Regions from separate parts of the Bos taurus genome. Here region 1 is linked to region 2. The links are chromatin contacts, called in public Hi-C maps. All regions are on one chromosome and are shown on one strand. Each heading gives the region's core, a stretch centred on a gene start, on an enhancer-like site or on the middle of the called end of the contact. The rest is flanking DNA. Distances are from core to core; before and after follow the strand shown. Region 1 has its middle 75 kb from the start of MIR15A. Region 2 has its middle 25 kb from the start of MIR15A.

Evidence for each region. A called contact is a pair of places that touch in the nucleus more often than the background predicts.
Region 1: a Hi-C map of an unstated tissue shows a contact between it and region 2, with 3 times the contacts expected there. The contact joins two enhancer-like sites. A contact is called at or near these places in 4 of 11 Hi-C or Micro-C datasets (4-cell embryo, liver, skeletal muscle and 1 more).

The regions. Positions count from the first base shown.
Region 1 is chr12:19,573,058-19,579,130 of ARS-UCD2.0, forward strand. It overlaps the pseudogene LOC100847818. Among named protein-coding and RNA genes, the nearest start is that of MIR15A, 75 kb to the left of the region's middle. Within about 2 kb of position 4,569, at least 35 of the 102 cell types and tissues checked have an H3K27ac peak or open chromatin away from gene starts, as enhancers often do. A contact at or near this core is called in skeletal muscle, where this site is marked.
Region 2 is chr12:19,523,454-19,529,056 of ARS-UCD2.0, forward strand. It overlaps the pseudogene LOC100847818. Among named protein-coding and RNA genes, the nearest start is that of MIR15A, 25 kb to the left of the region's middle. Within about 2 kb of position 2,813, at least 98 of the 102 cell types and tissues checked have an H3K27ac peak or open chromatin away from gene starts, as enhancers often do. A contact at or near this core is called in skeletal muscle, where this site is marked.

The DNA of each region.
Region 1 (6,073 bases), core at 3,319-5,818, 51 kb after region 2:
CCGAGGAAGTTGGTCCTTTTGTTCCACTATTTATAGATTGCGTCAACATTGCGAAAAGGAGAAGGCGGAGCGGTGGCCCCTCCCCCCTCCCCTCCTCCAGCCGGCTCCTGGGAGAGAAAAGCCCCAGCACACGACCTAAGTACACAGCGCGCCAGCCGCCCGCCCGCCCCCGGCCTCCCGCTCGCCGCCTCCCCCTCCTCCCTGCCCGGGCCAGAGCGCTGCCAACCCCGTCACGTGCCCGCCCGGGAAAACCAGCTCCCCGGGGCTCCGCGCCGCCCACCAGGCTCCGTGGCGGCGGCCGCCTAGCTCAGCTGTGCGCCTGGCTCGTGGGCTCCAGCCAGTGACCCAGGCGTCGCGCACAGCGTGGGCACCCGCACCCTAGTCACCCGGGGAAACCCGGGGTCCGCGACTCTCAAGAGTGCTCGCCAGCCATCGGCGCTTCCGCCCTCCTCAAACCTCCCCGCCACCACCACCCCGCCCGTTCTCTGGAGCGCCACCGCCCTGGTCGCCGAGTGTGCGCGCGTTCGGGCCTCGCTGCGAGCCGGGGGCCTGACTGGGCCCTCGCGCTGCCGCTTCCCCAGACGAGGGGATGCCAGTCCCCCTTTCCCTTTTTCTCCCCCGCACGATCGGCTGCGGGCGGGTGACCGAGGGAAGCCGGGGTGGCTGGCGGCCGCCCGAAGGCTGGCGGGCGGAGCGCGGGAAGTACGGTGCGGCCGTTCCGAGACGCGCGGAGACGCCCTGCCTCCTCCGCAGGTGCAGCAGGGCGTCGCGCGAGCTCAAGTTAACTGCCTCCCGGACATCTGCGGACCGAGGAGTTTTGCAGATCTGAGCCGCCGTGAGGGTACTGGAGTTTCTGAGGAGTTACTGGAAGTTAGATCTGTGACAAAAAACATTCGAACTTTCTTCTCAAACCTCATGACGAAGTGATAGGCCCCGCCATACGCCCCGAAATGAAACTGAGCTCCCTTGCTGGCCTAAAGCTTCTGTTCCTGAACTAGATGTAAACAAGGAGGGCGGTCAATACTAGAGGAAGGCCTTATTTAAAAAAAAAAAAAAAACAAGTGCAAGTAGCTGGTTTGAGTGTAATTTACCTTCGCAGCTTCCGGTCATTTCCCTTAGTGATTTATTTAGATCTTAGTTTAACTTTTCAGAGTCGGAATAAAAATAATTTAGCCTTCAGATCACGGGTGGAGAAAAGTTCGAACTGAGCTGGGACGAGTGCAGGAAACGCGTCGGACCTTTCCGGGCAGCTGGACAGTGTGGTAAACAGTCTGCAAGAGTTCTTTTCTAAGGAGTTTGGAGAGACTGTTCCCTCGCACTCACCCTCGTTCCGGCTCAAGTGCAGGCCGCCGGGGGAGGAGGGCGGGACTCTGCCCCGGCCCTCGCCCGGCAGCGGCACTTCCCGGCCCTGCGCTGGGCGCGTGCAAACCTAGGAGAGCTTTCGCACGGGCCACTCGGGGCAGCAACAAGTTTGTCTCTATTTGAGAAATCTTTCCAGGTTTGGCTTTTTTTTTTTTTTTTAAAGCGGGAGACCTTAGGCCATGAGTTAATCAGTTCAGGATACATGTGCTTTGCTCACCATAAAGAGAGAGGCGAGATAAAGTGAAGCGAGCCTGTGCAGTGGTTGCTGGGTTTTTCCAAAGCGCAGAGCTGAGTGGACGAGCAGCAAATGGGACGGGGCGTTAGTGCCCCCTCACACCTGATGGTACTCAGAGCTTGGGGTGGGAGCCGGATCCCGGCTCTCGAACCTTCTCTCTCGGTTTCCTTCCAATTTAGTGAAAGGCTCCGGCCGCCCCTCTTCCGGCCTTTCTACCCTGCCTATTCGTCTGTATCTGCAAGACACAGTCCTCCTAAGCAGGCGAATTCGTTTCCGCGCCAACTTTGTTGCTTCAGTATCTACAAATCACGTTTCTTTACACGAAAAAAACAAGCCAGGGCCTCCTGGCCCTTTTCGCCCATGCAAGGGACACGGGTACCCAGGCCTCAGCCTGAACCTTCCCCTCTCCCCGCCCAGCCTGGGACGGAACAGCGGTGTCCCCATCACTTTTGTCAGGACACGAGTTTTCCACCCCCATTTTGTTCTTCCGCAGTCGTCCCAGCTGCGGAGAGAAGGGAGTGAAAGCAAAACGAAAGCACCCGGGGCGCATCAGTCGCGGCGGCTTCCCTGAGCACGGCCGTGGGAGGTCAAGGTCTGGGGTCGGGAGGCAAGGGTGGGCACGGGGGCTGCGTGGAAACCGGGTGGCGGGTGGTCCCCGCAGGGTCCCCGGGAGCTGCCCGGAGCGCCATCGCTCCTCCTCCCCCTGGGAAAGGCGTCCGCGTGTGAGAATATACCAGCCCCGAAGGGAAAGTTTGGCCTGGGTCTTGGGTTGAAATTCGAGACTTATTGGGACCGAGCGGAGGGGACCCAGAGGCCCAGGAGTGTGGCGCGGGGGCGAGCTTTGGCCCCTGGCGATTGATCCAGGGGAGAGGCCGGGGCGGGCGAGGGCGCGCGGAGGCCTCCGGGGACCGGAGGCCCACGGAATTGTCGCTCCATTCAGATTGGATAGGCAGCTTGCTTACCCGCAAAACCCAGAGTTCTCGGCCGTATAAAGACTTGAGGAAACTTTGGTGACAACCTCCGCGCCCGCCCCCCTCCCTCTCGGTAGTCACTGCGGGGACAAAGGCGGCCTGAGCAGATTTGGACAAGGCGCGGCCTCTGTGGGCGGCCTTCGCGGCCTCAGACTTCTTCAGTTAAGAAGAGGATGAGTATCTTTACGAAGTGAAGTTAACCACCCCCCACCCCCCACCACCACCCCTCACGGGTGACAGCCAGAGTCTGATCTGCTAAAAGGCGTCCCGTTCCCCCTACCTTCCCTTGCAATGAACCAACACGGGGACAGTGGCCTGCAAGATGCTCACCCTGTCACTCGGGTACACTTATGTAGCCAAAAGCGCGAAAAGCCCCACCTTGCCCTAATAAACAACTAACTTCATTCTTGCCTGGCACCTTTCTTGTCGCAATAGCTGTGGGTTTTGGCAAGTGTTAAAAATACCATTTGATCCTAAATGAGTCAAACGTGGAAACAGTTTTCTGTGTGAGTAGTTTGGGTCTGTGCTTTCTCTCACTGGCACCTAATACACGGCGCAGCCCACAGCCGTGACACCTCAACCCGTGCAGGGGCAATTTCGCGCCGCACCTTTTCACTCCTTAAATAAGTAGACTTGGAATTGTGTGCTTGTGTGCATTGTTTAGGTCCTGCATCGCTGGTTATTCATTTCACCAAAGGACTAAAAAACGGCTATACTTTTAAAAGATGCAAAATTGAATTATTATAAGCGAACCTCGGGAAGGCAGTCTTAATTTCCTGCTGATGTTATGCCGGTAATAGGCAGTAGTCAATCCCAGACTAATTATGTTCGTTTTTATTCCTTTCCTGTTCACCACAACTGCAAATACCAGAAAGTTCTGTGAAAAACATGGCCCACTCCACCCGAATTTCTTTATACAATGAGAGGAAACTTGCAGGTGAAATAGACCCGTAGGCTATTACTTTGGGAAGGAGTCTATTTCTTAAAAAAAAAAAAAAAAAAAAAAAAGCCAACTCAGCAAAAGCTATTTTTTGACTCAACAGGGTGATTAAAATGCCTGCTTTCACCATGCTCGCCCTTTGGTTTCATATGTGGCCACTGTTCTCACTTTCTTGCAAGTTTCCCCCCTTGTAACTTATTTCTGTGAAACAGAGATTCCATCAGGTTATCTTGCTAAACTGGGCGTCTATAGATGAAATTGATCTTTTATATACTCCACCTCACTTAAAAAGTACACACACGGCTTTGAAAGCCCGTAGTTGTGTTTACTTCGCACCACCCCCACCCGCCTTTTTTTAAAATTAAATCGCCGCATTCGCAAATGATGCTTTGCCTGGGGTAGAGTATCTAAAACGTTATTCGCCCGGGCAGTCCCTTGAGGCATCGAAACCCCAACCTTGCGCAGGCCACTGGAACCCGCACCAGAAACCTCGATTTGGAGTCCAGTTTGGAAACAAATCCGTGCTTTTCGCGGTGAAATGGGAACTTGCCCAAGCGATGCATCTGGCTTTAGATTTTATGGGGAATATGATCTGGAAAAGGGAACGCCTGTTTCAGGCGCGGCAACGTGCCCCGCGCAGATCCCCCGGGGCTTCCTCCTGCTCAAGAGCCCGCGGGGCCTCGGCCCGCAGGGCCTCAGCCAACCTCGGGGCGCCCGGGTTTGGATGAGCCCCACACCCTGGCTTTCTCCCTTTCCGGCTTCGCCTGGGGTCGCTCTCCGCGGCTGACGAAGCTGTTAGACCCGAGGAGAAAGTTAAGAGACTGAAGATCAGATGTCCTTAAAGGGGCTGGGGAAAGGGAGAGGCTCTTCGCCGTTGGTGCCGAGAAACTCGGATACCTCGCGCTTGCCGCGAAGCGAAGAAAACTGTCCTGGGGGAGCACCAGTGTTCCCGAGATTTTGCCAAAATTTGGAGAGCCCGGAGGTAGCGTGTCCCCCACCCCCGCCCGCCACCGGGTTGTTTCACAATCCCCTCCGGGCTGCCTTAGGCGAGGGCCCGCGCGGGTGGGGCGGGGTGGGGTGAGGTGGGGAGGATGGGTTTCCTCCGTTTCCGCCCCCTCCGCAGCGGAAACGTCGAAGGGGTTAAAATGGCGCGGCGGAATGCGCGCGAGGAGAGGTGCCAGTGTTCGCCCCCGACGGGCGGGAGAAATGGGGTGAGGGTGTGGGATCCCCGGAAAGGGCCGGGAAAGCGGGGACCAAGGGGAGGTGTGAGGCCAGAGTGTCTGCCACTGGGGGTGGGTTTCAAGGCAGTTGCCGGTCGTAGTGGGGACCTGAGCGGCAGTAGGGAAGCTAAGCAATGGTTAGTGCCCGTCTTGGCCCGCCCTGGGGCAGGGTTATGTCAGGAAAGCGTCCTGGCACCGAGCTCCAGCCCGAGGAGACGATACTCCCCCTCGCGCGCACTCCGCGAGCGGGGCCGGGCGGGCGCGGAGGGGCGGGCGGTGCGCCGCGCGAGCCCAGGGCGCTGAGGTCGGCAAGTCGCCTTCGGAGCGGGCGGCGGCGCTTCTCCAGTCTACGTGGAAAAAAAAATAAAACTAAAGAAGCACCCCTCCTCCGCAAGCGGCCCTTTAGCCCTGGAAACGAAGATAGAAAGGGACTCAGGAACCGGAGAAGCTCAGTATAGTACTTCCCAAAGTTTCCAGGTTTGTCCAGCGACAAGGAATCCTGAGAGCTCTCCAAGAGCTGAGCCCATTTCCCCTTCCAGAACAAAACTAGAGGAGCGTTCCTCCGGAGGAAGGCTGCAGTTTAGGTCCGCGGGGAAACCGAGCAGCCCCCGCCGGCTGACTTCGGGCTCGCTTCTTCCTAGGGCAGCGGGGAGTGCCCTTTCTGACCCGCCCGGGGCGGCAGGCGCGCGGCTCGGGGCGCGCTCGGCGCTGGGCCCAGCTGCGGGCTCGGACGTAACGGCAGGAAACTCCTCGTCCCGTTTTCAGTCTCCCAGTCAAAACATTTGGCTGAATCTCGAAATAACTTTTTTTGATAGTCCGGAAAAGAAGCACGACAAATAGACTCACCATCGAGCCTTGCGTCAGCGAACCATTTCCCCTGGAGTACAGTGAGATTGGTTTTTTCATTAGTTGCAGGAACTGAATTTTTGATGATTTACCTGCCTGCTCAGGCTCCTGGGTGTATTCTCCTCCCCTTCTTTCCCACTTCATCTGGTTGTCAACTCGGTTCTCTCTCTCTCTCTCTCTTTTTTAAAGCTCCTGATACTCAACTTCATCATATCCTTTGTAACACACGAAGCCTCTAGTCTAACTCAGCCTCTGTCAATGGTCAGTATAAGCCACAGTGTTTGCGTCGTCCTTACAAAACGAGTCATGTTTTCGGTTCCTTTGATCCACAGAGACGGAAAAATGTTGGTTTGCATGTTTCCCTCGCCACCTCCCATTGCTTTCAGTGACGGCGCTCTCTTCCTAGTTACAAGTTCCCTCTCCTGCCAAACATAATAAAGATTTCTTTATTTTTACACGGACCTAAAGAGTTAGGAGAAATTCGGTGAGTGCTGACTCA
Region 2 (5,603 bases), core at 1,563-4,062:
CTGAATATTTTCTAACAATGTATATTTGACCTAATGTGAGAATACAAACTCTTTAAGTTTCAAAATTTCAATTACTATTCATAAAAAGTATAAATTTCTATTAAAAAATATTTCAAAACCCATCTATGGCTATCTTGTTTATCAGTGAGTTAACTGATTTTCTTTGTAAACCACACCCGCCTTTTATCAAGATACAATTAAACGGAATGACAAGCTTTGTAATAAGTAGAAATACACTGACGGTTGTCTCAAGCAACATCAAATAAAAATCAACTGAAAATCAAATACAACACATCCACAGTGTTGTATGCTATACATTTCTTCATAATGAATTTACGAATGAAATCATACACACTGCACCTGTGCTACTTACCTGTTGTATTGCCTAAATTAAGCAACATATATTTCTTGTAAATAAGGTTTTAAGTCAATTGCAATGGCTAAATTAGCAAAACCTATATATTTAAAATTATCTGTGAAACGTTTAAAAAATGTATTCAATTTCTGTGGGAAATGTGGAAAAGCTTGTTCTTAACATTAAGAAAATTAAAGTTTCTTTTCATGGAAATAAAAGAAACAATTCTTCCGTAATCTGCATCTGACAAATACATGTAGCTTAAGATGAAAATTTTCTGTCAGAGGAACAAAAAAAACACCCAAACTCAGTTTTTAACCAATAGAGAACAGGGGCAAATATATAAAAGTCCTGTAATCTCAGCCAGCAGAATTACAATTTTGCGAAAATTGTCTTCTCTAGGTTTTACTTTTAATATACATTTAAAAATCACTCGAAAATCCTTTATGGACGAAAAAAATACTACACACCAGCTTTTGAATTCCTCGTCTTAACGTTTCATTACGTGGTTTTCTAAAAGTGTAATTTTTTGGAAAGTCAAGAATTATAATCTAGTGTTCAACATTCAAACCCCCCAGTCCCGCTTCCTTCCAGCCAATCAGGGGGTAACAAGTTCGGTGTTTTGGGAGCTCCGTTAGACACCATTTGAAAAACATCACATTGCGCTCTCCTATTCTCTTCGGGGAAAGATTCTAAGTGAGGGCGGGTCCCCCAATCTTCACAGAAATAAGAACTCAATCAATCGTTACATCAATTCCAGGGGCGGGGTGGGGGAGGTAAACTTTAGGCAGGCAGTCCTAAGAAGTGTGTGACTGAAAGCGTTATTCCTCTTTTTCGAACAATTGAATAGCTGCTGCAAAAATCAACTCCTGCATATTCGCAACCCAGAGTCGCGCGCCCCATACGCAATACATCACACCAGCAAAGGGTTAATCTAGGGTGCCTTCAGCGCAGAAAAGGATTTAAGATCCAGTACATTTTTAATGAGGAATTTTACAAAGGCCATTATCTACCTATAAAGTATTAAAGTTAAAGCCGTCACTGGCTCAAATCATTCAAGTGCAGTCGAGCAAAAATTGGTAGAAACTACGAGGAGGAAAAAATCACTAAAGGGAAAGGCAAATAACAGCCCTTTCCCCTCCGCCTCGAAGTCAAGAGCGCTCCCAAGAAAAGGTGGGGATTGCAAAATTACCGTTAAGTTCTCCGGGGAAAGACTTTTCGGGAGGAAAACATCAACAGTTTCAAAGATTGCCTTTTTCCCCTTGCGACATGTTTCAAAGGCTGGAGAAGGAAAAAGTCTTCTAAGAAACGTGCGGCTGGGAGAAGGAAATCGCAAGGTCGAAGCCCCATCTTTCATCTCACCCAAGAACACTCCCCCGCCCCCCCCCGCCCCCCAAGAAAGGACGACACCGTGAGAGCAAACGACCAAAATCCCGAGCAAAAAGCGAAAGTCCAGCATCTTTCCTAGGAGCCCGCTAAAACCTCAAAAGCCTGCCCCCGCCCCATCTTGCCCAAATTGGAAAAGCCAGACCCGGGTCAGTGCTACCTCTGCCGGGACCCAGGGGCGCGGAGCCGGAGGGCGGCGTAGACAGACTCACATCGCGAGGGCATCTCCCGCTTTGGCGTCAGAGACGACAATACACACGGCTGGGTCCCGCGGGGAGGACTGTCCGCGTGTCGGACCGGAGGCACCCGCTACGCCGGGTCCTCAATTTTCCCCCGACCTCAAGTTTCTTGTCACGGGAAGACGGCCGCCGCGGGCCGGGGAAACTGCGATAAAAGACGGCTCGGTTCGCCCACGGCGGGGGAGGGGGCGCCCGTCCCCCTCCGCCTGTCAAGGAGCCGCGGCCGGCCGAGCCCCACCGCGCCGCGGCCCCGGCCCCGGGCGGGGGGTCCCGCTGACAGATCCGCTGGGCGGCGGCCGCTGAGCCGCAGCGCGTCCGCGTCCCGCTCAAACTGCAGCTCCCCTCCCCCCACGCCCGCGACTCTCCGCGCTCCCGCCACATCCCGCCCGCCGCCGCCCACTCAGACAACCCAATTACCCCCCAACCCTATCTCCTTGCACTTTTTTTTTTTGCGATTAAAATGAAGGGGACCCACTGCCCCACTCCCTGCACCCCCCACCGCCTGCCGGTCCCACCACTGCCACCTCCCGAGTCCCGCTCTGCTACTTCTACAGGCTCTTACCCGCTGCGCCAACCCTGACGAGGCTCCGCCAAGTGCCCTTTGCTCTAAGTAAATTTTTGGGATTTTTTTAGTGATTTTTCGGCCGAGTCTTAAAGGCGCTGTAGTCTCGGACAGGTTACTCCGTCTCTCCCGCTAGATTGATGAGATCAGGCATCACTCGAAAATGGCGCCGAAAGCGCTGAGGCTCCTCATTCAAATTCGTTAGAGCCAACCCCGCCGCCCCGGGGCATGCCGGGAACGCGGGCTACTTCCACAGCTGTCAATACCGCCTCCTAACCCCCACTACGCTAGCTTTCCCGACACTTCTGCTCATGCGCAAACTCCTACTCCTACCCGCTCGCCTTGAACATGCGCAGAATCCTCGCGTGTTCGCCGATCTCCCTTCGCTTCCTCAGCCGCGGTAGTCCTACCTCTTTTCCTGCGCGTGCGTGCAGCTCCTGTGCTCAGCCGCGGGGCTGGAGGGGCCGTGGGGACTGTGGGCCTGAGGGTCCATAGGTGACATTATCAGTCGGTAGACATTTATTCTACTGTTCGACGAAAACAAACAGGGGTACAGCTTAGGTGAAAAGAGAAACAGCTTATTGCCAGGGTCTAAACTCCTAACAACGGAATGTGTCTGGGAGCGTGTGTATGGATACACGTGTACTTTAGAGCAGCCCCGCCTGTTTGCAGAGCTCTTGCTGTAAGTCATCGCTTTACGGGAGCTATCGCACTTAAGCCTCAAAACAACTTTGTGAGGTAGGTACTGTTATTATTTTCCGTTTGCAGACCAGGAAACCAAGGCCCAAAGAGTTTAAGTAATTTCCCTAAGGTAGCACAGGTAGCAAGCACGTGAACGAGTCCGCCCGCATCTGTCAGATTCTGGAGGCCGGGTCATTCTCTACCTTGCTGTGCAACATTTGATTGAATCTAGTCTCTGACTGTCTTCTCGTTCTTAAGCATTCTGCCGGAGTTTGGAAAGGTGAATGGGTTATGGGCAGTTTTGGGGATCACTTAGTGGGATTTTTTTTTTCAAAGGTTGGTAAGAGAGCTTAATCTAGCAAAGATGGGTTTCTATTGTGCCACGCATTGGTAAAGTAATAACAACTAGATACATTGTATTGACTACTCTGGGCTGCCATGGTGCTAACTAAACGCTTTACGGAATGATCATGTTTATTGCCCACAACAGCTCTGTGAAGTAGGCATTATCTTTATTTTACACAAGAGGATACCTGAGATTCAGATTAAGAAACTCTCCTCAAAGTCTTAAAACTACTAAACAGAAGCACAAGACCTCGGCAGATCTATCCAATGTCAAAAAAACTGGGCACTGTGGTAGGACGGTAAAAGATGATAAGCTGTCAATATTAAATACCTTCTTTAAAAACCTTTTAACTATTCATTTGCTTGAGAGAATTATTTCACCTGTTGCCAGGCTAGTTAAGATTAAAAAAAAAGACTCCCTTTGATCTTAAATGATTACATTTTAAGATTATTTTAAAACTGGTTGCTTTTTTCCTGATCCCAAGTTATTATGAATTCTCTAAAGAATCCAACAGTTAAAAATCTGGGGCATTGTTACACCTTTTCCTAGTTTTTATTGTAAAACAACTTGTGATGAATCATAAATGTTTTGAGTATACAAAGACATACATCATTGTGAGAGTTAAAATTAGACGAGTGTGAAAATGCCTCAAGTACTAAGAAGGAAGGAAATGGGAGAAGGTAGCATGGTTTGCGTTACTGAGGTACAATCAGAAGAGAAATGGATTTTAATAATTTAATAATTTGACATCATCAAGTAGTATCATGGCTGCATAGTATGTGACTTACATCTCTATGGTACTTTTTGTGCACTGGTTAAGTGAATGAACTCTGGAACCAAACTGCTTGGGTTGGAGTTCATCTGTTATTTACTAGGTTTGTGACCCTACAAGAGTTACTTTTTTCTCCATTTGATCTTTTGTAAAAGGATTAATGCTAATACTTCATCCAGTTGTTTTAAGGATGTGAATGAGCTAATATATTAAAGGTATTTGAACAGTGCATGGTATATTAGTAAATGTTAGCTATTGTTGTGGGTCAGTCTTTAACACTAATCTTTGAAGATGGTTTCTTTAGAGGTGTTTCAAAGACCAGATTACAGTTAGGGCCATTAGGAATTAGCATTTGTGTTCAAGAGCCTCTTAAAATGATAAATCAGCCAGGCAAATTATTTTTGCCAAATGGAGTGATAATTTCTGTCAGATGAATAAAGATGTTAATTTGTTTTGCCATTCCATAAGAGTAACCTATGAAAATGGAATAGTTTTACTGCTCTAATTATTAAAGGGAGAAAAGGGGAAAAATCAGGCCACTCTATAAAAACCATCCAAATTTATATCATCTAGAGATAAATACATATTGTTTGTAATTTAACAATATACCTGTGGAGAGAATCAACTAGCTGCAGTCTGGATACGTGGTATATTTGGGGGAACTCATTTGCAAGACTGTACTAGAACATCATGAATTGGTACAATTTTTATCCAGTCCATCCACTTTTAAGATTTATTCTGTCAGGAGAATTCTAAAGTGCTGATATTAATAAATAACAACATTTATTGAGTACCTACTAGGTACTGTTTGTCAGCTAAGCATGTATATCCATTTTCTCCTTGAATCTTCATAGTAACTCATGAGGTAGGTGTAATTATTGTCTCCATTTTGCACAGACTAAAGTTTATATAGAGGTCACTTTTAGAAGAATTAAGTCCTGTTTGTTTCAGATCCTATTTAACAAAAAAGGATTTTAAAATCCTTCATTAAAGTTTCTTGATTCACTAACATGGGAGAAAACAAAATCAAGTAACTTGGTTCTTACGCCTGAACAAAAAAAAACCAAACGGGGAAAAAAAAAAATGGTTTTGAAAATGAATAATTTTATGTTTGACCACAAGGGGGTGCAAATTCCCGAACTGAACTTGAAAGCAAAAAAAAAGCACTTTTACTTCAGATCTTCAGATTCACAGGTAAAAAACTAGTTAAGAACACCTTCCTTGAACTTTAATACTTCACACAGTGATACACTTGATGAGAA